Linked DNA regions of Sus scrofa: all the other regions are linked to region 1. A link is a contact called in public HiChIP or PLAC-seq and promoter capture Hi-C data. All regions are on one chromosome and are shown on one strand. Each heading gives the region's core, a stretch centred on a gene start, on an enhancer-like site or on the middle of the called end of the contact. The rest is flanking DNA. Distances are from core to core; before and after follow the strand shown. Region 1 holds the start of PRRG2 (transmembrane gamma-carboxyglutamic acid protein 2). Region 2 holds the start of MED25 (mediator of RNA polymerase II transcription subunit 25). Region 3 holds the start of PTH2 (tuberoinfundibular peptide of 39 residues).

What was found. Promoter capture Hi-C pulls out the DNA fragments that hold promoters and counts their contacts. HiChIP or PLAC-seq counts read pairs in DNA pulled down with a chosen protein or histone mark.
Region 2: a contact with region 1 is called in a promoter capture Hi-C map of liver, with 4 times the contacts expected there. The contact joins the promoter of MED25 here to the promoter of PRRG2 in region 1. A contact is called at or near these places in 1 of 5 promoter capture datasets (liver), 3 of 47 Hi-C or Micro-C datasets (heart right ventricle and liver) and 1 of 2 datasets of contacts at active chromatin or transcription factors (alveolar macrophages).
Region 3: an H3K27ac HiChIP or PLAC-seq map of alveolar macrophages shows a contact between it and region 1. The contact joins the promoter of PTH2 here to the promoter of PRRG2 in region 1. A contact is called at or near these places in 1 of 5 promoter capture datasets (fetal skeletal muscle) and 1 of 2 datasets of contacts at active chromatin or transcription factors (alveolar macrophages).

What each region holds. Positions count from the first base shown.
Region 1 is chr6:54,634,458-54,637,439 of Sscrofa11.1, reverse strand. PRRG2 (transmembrane gamma-carboxyglutamic acid protein 2) reads right to left here and starts at 1,460. Exons shown (of 10, transcript XM_021097559.1): 1 at 1,404-1,460; 2 at 558-636. It overlaps NOSIP (nitric oxide synthase-interacting protein), which reads left to right and starts at 1,409. Exons shown (of 9, transcript XM_003127327.5): 1 at 1,409-1,559.
Region 2 is chr6:54,832,931-54,835,912 of Sscrofa11.1, reverse strand. It overlaps MED25 (mediator of RNA polymerase II transcription subunit 25), which reads right to left and starts at 1,610. Exons shown (of 19, transcript XM_003127336.5): 1 at 1,399-1,610; 2 at 1,260-1,305; 3 at 777-901. The coding sequence starts at 1,532.
Region 3 is chr6:54,504,586-54,507,567 of Sscrofa11.1, reverse strand. PTH2 (tuberoinfundibular peptide of 39 residues) reads left to right here and starts at 1,419. Exons shown (of 2, transcript XM_003127313.4): 1 at 1,419-1,997; 2 at 2,486-2,697. The coding sequence starts at 1,786. The coding sequence ends at 2,660.

The DNA of each region.
Region 1 (2,982 bases), core at 211-2,710:
CTTAGGTAGCCTGTATTCTGGGCCAGACACTGTTTGAGGTCGTTTACCTCTATTCACTCAGTCTCATTTTCACAGCAGTGCTATCATTATCTCCATTTGATAGATGAGAACATTGAGGCACAGAGAGGTCAAAGAATTTGCCCACATTCATACAGGGTGCAATTCAGAGGCAGGATTTCAACAAAGGCAACGTCCCTCCAGGGACCAGAGCTAGGAGCTTATCTTTTTCTCTGCTGTGTCTGCAGTATCCAGCACGGGTTTGGGCACACAGTAGGTGCTCATAAACATGTCCACTGAGGGGCATTCCTGCCTTCCCTGGTAATTTCCATGTACACCCGCCTCTCTCTGTGCTCATTGCCACATCCACCCGCGGAGATCAAAGATGACAGGAGAGGTATAGAGCGGAGGCCTATATCCTTGGGTCCAGGAGGAGGAGGAAGGAGCAGGGGTCCTGGGCTCCTGGGTTTGGAGGCTCCGACTTCTGGATCTCAGAAGAACGGGGAGCCAGATCGCCAGGGTCCCCAAGCCAGGCTCTGCCTCCAAGGGTATTCACTTACCTGCCCAGACTTGTGAACAGTGTCCCCTCCTTCTTAATAGGGGCCTCCTGGGCCAGCTGCGGCCAGCTGTGAAGAGGGGCTGGGGAGAGGGGAGGGGAGAGGAAGGAGGGGTGCCTTACTCTCTATAGTCGGCACAATCCAGGTTTCTGGCCAGAGGGGCGGGGTTTGTGATTACCTGCCTTGGGCGGGACTCAGGTAAGGGACTAAGTATTTAAAGGGACCTTATGATTAAGGGCCACGGTCCAGAGCCTTTAGGAGGGCCAGCCTCTCCGACACAGTGGGGGCACTTAGGGAGTTGGATATGCAGCTTCCCTCCTCCTATCCAATCCCCCCACCCCCACCCCGCCCCAAGAGCCCGCCAGTGAGAGCTGGGAACTAAACATCTAGGGCTCCAGATATCTAGAGATGTCAATACCTAGAAACTGACAGGGAAACTGCCTTAGTGAGAAATGTACGCCTTGGCCCCTGGGGGTGGGAGGTGAGTATGCGGTAATAAATTCCTGTTTCCTGAGGTAATTTGAAAGGCTTTGACTTCCGACTGCTCCAATGCTCCATGTGTAAAGTGGGGACAGTGGAGTTATCCCTTCTCTATTAACTCTTATTTTGCAGCAGAAAAGTGGATGATATCCTTGGGTAAGCCGGCTTTCCAGTCACTGGGCGAAGTGGTTAGTCCTTAGACACAGCCTTAGAGAGACGCGAAGCCTCGGTACCAGCAGGAAATCGCCCGCCCGGGAAACGCCTAGTATATACTAAGCGCGCCCCCTATTTACGCCAGTTTTACTGACCGGAACCTTCGAATTGCCACTCACGTTTCCGGAGGGAGGAAGAGAAGAAGGGAAGACTTACCTAGCCAGAAGAGAGACCTCCGCAACTAGGGGCAGATCTACTTCCTGTCTCTTCCGCCGGCCGGAAGTGTGTAGAGCGGGGAGGGAAAACAGCGCTCCTTTCCGGTGTAGGGGCACAGTTGAAGCCGCTTCGGAGGGAGAAGGCGTTGTTTGTAAGGTGAGTTCCAGGGGGTGGCGGGATGGCGTTACTGCGATCGTCTTCGCGTAGGCTAGAGTCTCGGGGTCCCAAGGGAGAGTGGGACAGGATTTTGAATTTCCGACTTCCCGACAGTCATTAGTGGAACGCTCTAGGCGCTCCAAGTTTGAAGCTGAACTACAAGTCCCAGAAATCTTTGGAGGTACCCAAACCTTCAGTTCTCTGGAGAGTTTTAGTTTCACTACGGACGGATGGGCCGGGGTTCCCGGGGAAAGGAGGGGACTGGTGTTCTAGAGAGTCTAAGACGTGAAAATTGAGGAAGAGCACCCCTTTCCTGCCCTTAGTTTCCCAGATTGTGATGCGGAGGGCGGCGGGGGATATTGTGCAGTCGCCTGTCGCCGCCTCTCTGCACCTTTTTGACAGCCTTCCCTCTCGGAGTTGCTGTAGGGTTTACCATTTTCCTCTATGGAGCTTTGGGGATTGGCTGTCCTGGTTTCATATCCCTACGGGGCTGCTGATGGGGTACGAACTTGGATTTGATGGGTCCTTTACAGCAATTTTCCTTTAATACTGGAAAAAGGTTCAAACATGTAAAAGTGAGAGAGTAACATAAGAATTCCGTAGTTCCCGTCGTGGCTCAGCAGTTAGCCAGCCCGACTAGCATCCACGAGGACGCAGGTTTGATCCCTGGCCTTGCTCAGTGGGTGAAGGATCCAGCGTTGCTGTGAGCTGTGGTATACGGATCGGGCGTGGCTGTGGCGTAGCGACAGCTATAGCACCAGTTCGACCCCCAGCCTGGGAACTTCCATATGTCGCAGGTGCGGCCCTAAAAAAAAAGTTTCATTTGCTTGAATTGGGATCCTTTCGAGTCATGTTATGTCTCTTTTTAAATTGCTTTTAATTTTGAACAGTCTCTCCTCCATCCTACCCAGTTTTTCTCTTAATGCAATTGATTCTTTGAAGAAACTGGGTTAGTTATTCTTTTTTTAATCCCATCATCTGAAACCCTTTTCACTTCTTTGAAATGGTAGTGTCTTTTCCTTTATTCCCCCCCACACACACACACTCTAGGCAGCCGCTCACCTACTTTCTCTGTCTCCATGGATTAACCTAATCTGGATATTTCACATAAATGGAGTCATTTTTTTCTCTGATCACATCCACTGCAGTTGCCACTTGCGTTGCTGCTTGGGCCACAGCTGCGCAGCCCCGCATCCTTAACCCATCCCACTGTGCCACAAGGGATCTTTCTCTGTCTGGGTTTCTTTCACTTAGCATGATATTTTCAAGGTTCACGCATTTTGTAGCATGTATCACTACTTTTTAAGGCTGAATAGTATTCCTTTGTATGAGATATGCCATATTGTTTATCCATTCATCAGTCAGTGGACATTTGTGTTGTTTCCACTTTTTGGCTACACTGCTTGCACTTGTGTACCAGTTT
Region 2 (2,982 bases), core at 361-2,860, 200 kb before region 1:
GGCTGCACCCATGTTCCTAGACCAGGGAACAAATCTGAGCCACGGCTGCGACCTACACCACCGTGGTCAGAGCCAATGCCAGATCCTTAACCCACGGCACTGGGCCACCACAGAGACAAGCTGGATCAAACCCTCGCCACCACAGAGACAAGCTGGATCCTTAACCTGCCTGAGCCACAGCAGGAACTCTTTTTCGGTTTGTTTTGCTTTTCAGGGCCTTGTTTTTAAGCAGCTAAATTTCAATCTGTCGCCCAACAGGAGAGAAGGAATACAATAGCTGTAAGAACTATCAACATTCCCCTTTTAGAGATAAATTATGTTAAACACAGAGAGAACCAGGACTCCTGGGTCTGGGAGTTCTGTTGGGGTATAGCCATGCGGTGGCCCCAGGCTGTCTGCACCTGCAAGAGTTTGCAATGCAAACTTATCAAAACCTGCTCCAAAGCACAAGATGCCTAGCCCAACCCCACCCCCTTTCAATCAGGCTTCACTGCGCTCAGCTGAAAAAGGAAGCCACGGGAGAAATGAAACACAAACAAAAAGGGGGGAAATCGCACGGAGAGTAGGGCCTGGGTGCTAGAGTTCCTTCCGCTTCCAAACCAGATGGCATCACCGCTGAGCACACAGAACCGGGCACACAAGTGACTTAGGACAAAACCACAATCCCAATCACAGTCCTTGTTAGCTTCCCAATGTGAGGGAATGGATCCTACAGCTCAAACCCAGGTCCCTCCCAGGGTCCCCCAACCCACCCCAAAGCCCGGAAAAGAGCTCACTTAATGCCATCCAGCCAGGTGACAAACTCATAGGCGCTGCTGGTAGGAGCGTGACATTGTACGTAGGACTCCGGAGCGCAGTCCACCGTGTTGAACACCACGAGGCTGTATTGGGTCCCCCCATACTGGCAGAGGAGGACAGAAGAACTTTTCATCTGGGACCTCAGCTGTCTTTTCTCTCAGAGAAGTGGGAGCTCCCAGCTCCCTCCTCCCTCGAACCCAGGAGTCCGCACCCGAGCCTCTCCTCCCTCGGATCCAGGAGTCCAAGCCCCCAGGCCCTTCTCCCTGGGACCCAGAAGTCCGGACCCCAACCCTCCCGCACGACTCAGGAGTCTGGAACCACCCCCCGCCCCGCTCCTTCTTCCTCAGCTCCAGCCCCCTCCTCCCGGACTCAGAGCCCGGACCCCAGCCCCTCCCCCGAGACCCAGTAGTAGGGACTCCCAGCTTCCCTCTCCCTCGACCTTCAAGAGTCCCAAGACTCACGTCTCCCCCGAAGTCGGTCTCCGCAGGAGGACCACCATTAAAATACCTGTGAGGGTCGGGGGTGAAAAGTCGGGGTGAGGCAAGAGACTGGAAAACTAAAGTCGGAGGGCGGGGTTGGAGTCGCGGAAACCTCACTCACTCGATGGCGGGGAGCAGGTAGTGCTTTCGAAGCCCCTCGAAGTAGGGCCCCAGGTTAGCTGTGCCCTCAATCACAAACACCACGTCAGCTACGAGGCCCCCGGCGCGCGCCGGGCCCTCCGACCCGAGTACCATGCCCCGCGCCCCAGCCGCCGCTGCCGTTGCCGCCGTCGCCGTCTCCGCCACCGCGGGATGAGCGCAAGTGCGCCTGCGCCGCGCCCGCGCCTGCGCCGGACGGCCTCGCGCCCCTGACGCCGCGCCTGCGGCCATGTTTGTGCGGGGCACTCAGGGCGCGTCGGTTGATCTCCATCCTCCTTCGTACCAACCTTGTGCAAGCCTCCAAAAGGACCTAGAGAACCCCTTCGGGGGCCTGGTGTAAAGATTAATTATTGGCAGGACGTAGAGAACGAAATATATTGAGAGCGGCGCTTCGGCCGCCATCTTTGAGCGGGGCGGCTCTTCCGACACTAGTTTCACTGGGAGGGTCGGAAGATCTAGTTGCCATGCAACGCGCACGCTGCCCTGGTTTTCTGACAGAGATTAGGTTTTCAGCTAAATTCTTTCTGGCTCCCAGGGAACCGGGAGGGGGGGGTGGGTCGTGTGCAGGGTCCAATCACCTAGTCTGAAACAGGGTTACTAGGCAACGCTTTAAAGGGGCAATCGACTCTGGAGAGAGTGCAGCTGTTTTTTTTCCCTGAAGAGACGGCTCACTCCAACCCCAGTGGTGGTTGCTAAGTAACACCTGATAGTTGTTTTCTGGGCGAGAGGCCAGAAACCGGCCTAGATCTGAAATACGTTCCAGGTGGATTAAAAATGCAAATGAAACCATAACACTGTATAATCTTGAAGACTGGAAAAAAGAGTTTATCATTGCAGCAAAGCCAGAAAACGTAAAATACAGATCTGTTTCTCCGCAAAAGACTCCATAAACCAAGTTGAAAACGATCTATAAACCGGGAAAGTCGTTGGAACTTAAGTGTTGACAGAAATTTACTACACAGATACATTTTACTAATTAATAGAAACTTAGGAAAATAATACTTTTTTTAGGTGGGGAAGGAAAATATTGCAGGCTTTTCCCACCCACAAAACCTATTTTAAAATATCGAGTAATGGACTTCTCCTCGTGGCTCAGTGGTTAACAAACCCCACTAGTATCCATGAGGATGTGCTTTCGATCCCTGGTCTCACTCAGTGGGCTAACAGTCGGCTTTGCCATGAGCTTGTAGGTCAAAGATGCAGCGCAGATCCTGAGTTGCTGTGGAGTAGGCTGGTGACTACAGCTCATATAGGACCCCTAGCCTGGAAACTTCCATATGGGGGGGGTGCTAAAAAGAAAAAAAAAAAGAAAAAGGGAGTAAATCTCTGAAAGCCACTCATCTTCGATTAAATAATACTGGAGTTCCCCTGTGGTGCAGCGGGTTAAGGACCCCCTGTTGTCATTGCAGCAGCTGGGGTCGCTGCTGTGGTAGGGGTTCAATCCCTGGCCTGGAAACTTCCATATGTCTCTGCTGCAGCCAAAGAAAAAAAAGAGTGCTGTCAGCATTTTACTCTTGTCAAGGTAATTATGTTGGAAGGTTGGAAA
Region 3 (2,982 bases), core at 170-2,669, 130 kb after region 1:
AGGGGAGAAAGGAAATGGGTGTCTTGAACTCTTGGGCTCTGAGCTAGAAGGAGATTGGGATTTCTGAGCCTTGTGTCACCTGGAGGTAGGGGTGTGGGGGTCTGGATTCCTCAGCCTTTGGGAGGAGAGAGCTGTGGGGCAGGACTCAGGTCTCTGCTTATTGAGGATGGAGCTGGGGTCCCAAGGTCTCAGGGGCTGGCCTGAGAGCAGAGATGCCTAGGTCTGTGGTCAGGTCGAGGTGGGGCTGGCAGATCCCCAAATGGGACAGGATCACTTGGGGTTCTGGGGGCTCTTACCTTCTCAGTGGGGTCCAAGATAACAACAGGTGAGCAGAGCTGGATACGGAGATCGGTGACTACTGCAGAATGGCTCTGGGCGGGATGGCAGGAGGTGGGGTCCCAGGAGCACAGGTGACGCATCTGACCCCCTCCCTGGGGATGCTGGGAGCCTAGCAACAGGCTTGGGCTTTTAAAGGGACAGAGGTAAAGGACTTTGACTCTGGATTGGGGAAGGGACTTAGGGACTGGATCTGGCCAATCAAGCTGCCTTCTGTGGCAAAGCACGGGCCGAGCTCTCTGCCCTCTCCTAAGCCTGAACGCAAGAATCCAGGTCTCTGCTAGTCTCTCACTTCAAGACCCAGGAGTCGCACCTCAAGACATCTTTGCTCAGGTCCAGAAATCCAGGTCCCCAGGCCTCCTCTCTGGGGAACTAGGAGGCCAGGTTCCCATGTCCTGTCAATCACAGACCTAGACTGCTACTGCCCTTTGGGGTTTCCTTTGCCTACCATTCCATTATGAGAGCCATGTCTTAAGATCCAACTGGGGGATCTGGGCCTTACCTTCACACCACATCCAAATTTCCCCCGGGAAGGCCTTGGACACATCCTCAGGGTAGTCAGGTCCTCTCTGTCTCTTACCCCTCTTCGCCGTGTCTCTAAGACGTCCCGGATTTTGCCAGCACTAGACTTGCGGTCACACCCACTTCCACACATACCCTTTGCCTTCTCTTGCACCCCCCATCTCTCACGCCTGCTGCATCTGCAAAATGCAGAACTTCCCAGGCAAGGGATCCAACCCATGCCACATCCATGACCCCAAGCCACGGCAGTGACAATGGCAGATCCCTAACCCGCTAAGCCACCAGGGAACTCCTCTCACACTATCTTTAATCCAGGTTCTCATCCTGCCTGGATTTATCGCTGGATAGCTCTGTCCAGGCTGCTGTCCTTCTCTGTCCTTCTGCCTTTCTGAGAGCACTTTACCTCATCCCTCCATCTCTAGCTGGCTCTCTTGGTTCCTTCCTCACTCTTTTCTCTCATCCTTTCTTTCCTTTTCTCTGTCATTCTTTGTCCTTCCCTCTTCTGGTTACTTCATCTCTTTGTTTCTCTGCTTCTCCTCATCAGTCCCTCCTCTGTTGCTTCCCCTCTCTTTCTCTCTCTGCATCTCTGGCTTCTGCTCTGATGGTCCTTCCGCAGGCCTCTATTTTTATCCCTCTGACACACCCCCTGTGTCCACTTCTCTGTCTGTCTGTCTCTCCCCCTCCCGATTCTCTCGGGTCCCAGCTCCTGGTCCCAATTAGTGGGTGGCCGCCAAGGCAGCGGTGAGGCCCCCACCCCCGGCTCATTACCGCTGGCAGCTCCTAATGAGCCTGAGGGGGGCTGACCCCGCGCCCCCGGCCCCCTGGTCTGCGTCATTGCCCACTGCGGGGGTTGTGAAAGCGATATAAGGGGGCTGCCAGCCTCGCTGCCTGCGGAGCCCATTGTGCGGTAGGAGGGGGGGCCTGCAAATGGGCTGCTGGGAGTGGCTGGATGGTGGGGCAGGGGTTCTGGGCCAGAACATGGGCCTCATTGAGCTCTTTCCTGTCTCTCCACAGGTGATGGAGACCCACCAGGTACCCAGGAGCCCCCGGGTGCGGCTGCTGCTGCTGCTCCTGCTGCTTGTGCCCTGGGGCCACCACGCTGCTTCAGGAATCGCCCTGCCCCCCGCGGGGGTCTTCAGGTACAGCGATGTCCAGGTCTCTCAGGAAGGGGTGGGGACTCAGTGGTGGGAAGAGACCCAAAGAGAATGGGGAGGGACTCAGTGGAACAGTGACCTAGAGGGAGGAGGACAGAGATGCGGGGTGGACAGAGAATGAGCAAGAAAAAGATACCAAAGGATTCTGAGAAGGGCTTTGAGAGACTTGAAAGCAGGAACAGATTTGTCTCTTGAGCAGCGTTTATTGGGTCTCCGGTGTGTGCCAGGCATGCGCTGAGTGCTGGGACCGGACAGGTGCATCAGACTCGATTTCTGTACTCAAGCAGCTCCAAATCTGGTGAACATAATAGAGACAGAGACCCACACAGAGAAAGAGAGAGACGGGAGGACAGAGAGAGACGGCGCAGTAACAGGGCTTCCAGTTAGCCCGAGAGGAGGACAGGAGGCTGCAGGCGGCGGGCGGCGGGCCGGGGGGCGCCGACACTCGGTAACCTCTCTCCATTTCCCCGCAGACTCCGCACCCCCGACGGGGCTTGGGCGGGTCCCGCTACCCCGCAGTCGAGGCGGAGCTTGGCGCTGGCGGACGACGCGGCCTTTCGGGAGCGCGCGCGGCTGCTGGCCGCCCTCGAGCGCCGCCACTGGCTGAACTCGTACATGCACAAGCTGCTGGTGCTGGACGCGCCCTGAGCGCCCTGCCCGCCCCACCTTAATAAAGACCCTGCTGTTCGGATAGCGTCTCCTTCCTGTGCGTCCAGTGTGTGTGTGTGGGGGGGGGGGGGTAAGGAGGAAGGCCCTGCATCAGCTACGCTGGTGTCTGGTCTCTCAGTTCCCTCTCTTTTTTTTCTCATCTTTCTCTCCACGCGTTCCCTCTCTCTCTCTGTCTCTGCTGTACATCACCGGTCCCCCCGCCCCAGCACTGTTCCTTCCTCTCACTCTGGGCCTCTGTTCCTCTCCACCATGCGTGTCTGTCCTCGTTCCTGGGAATCTGTTTTCTTCTCTTGTTCTCTGC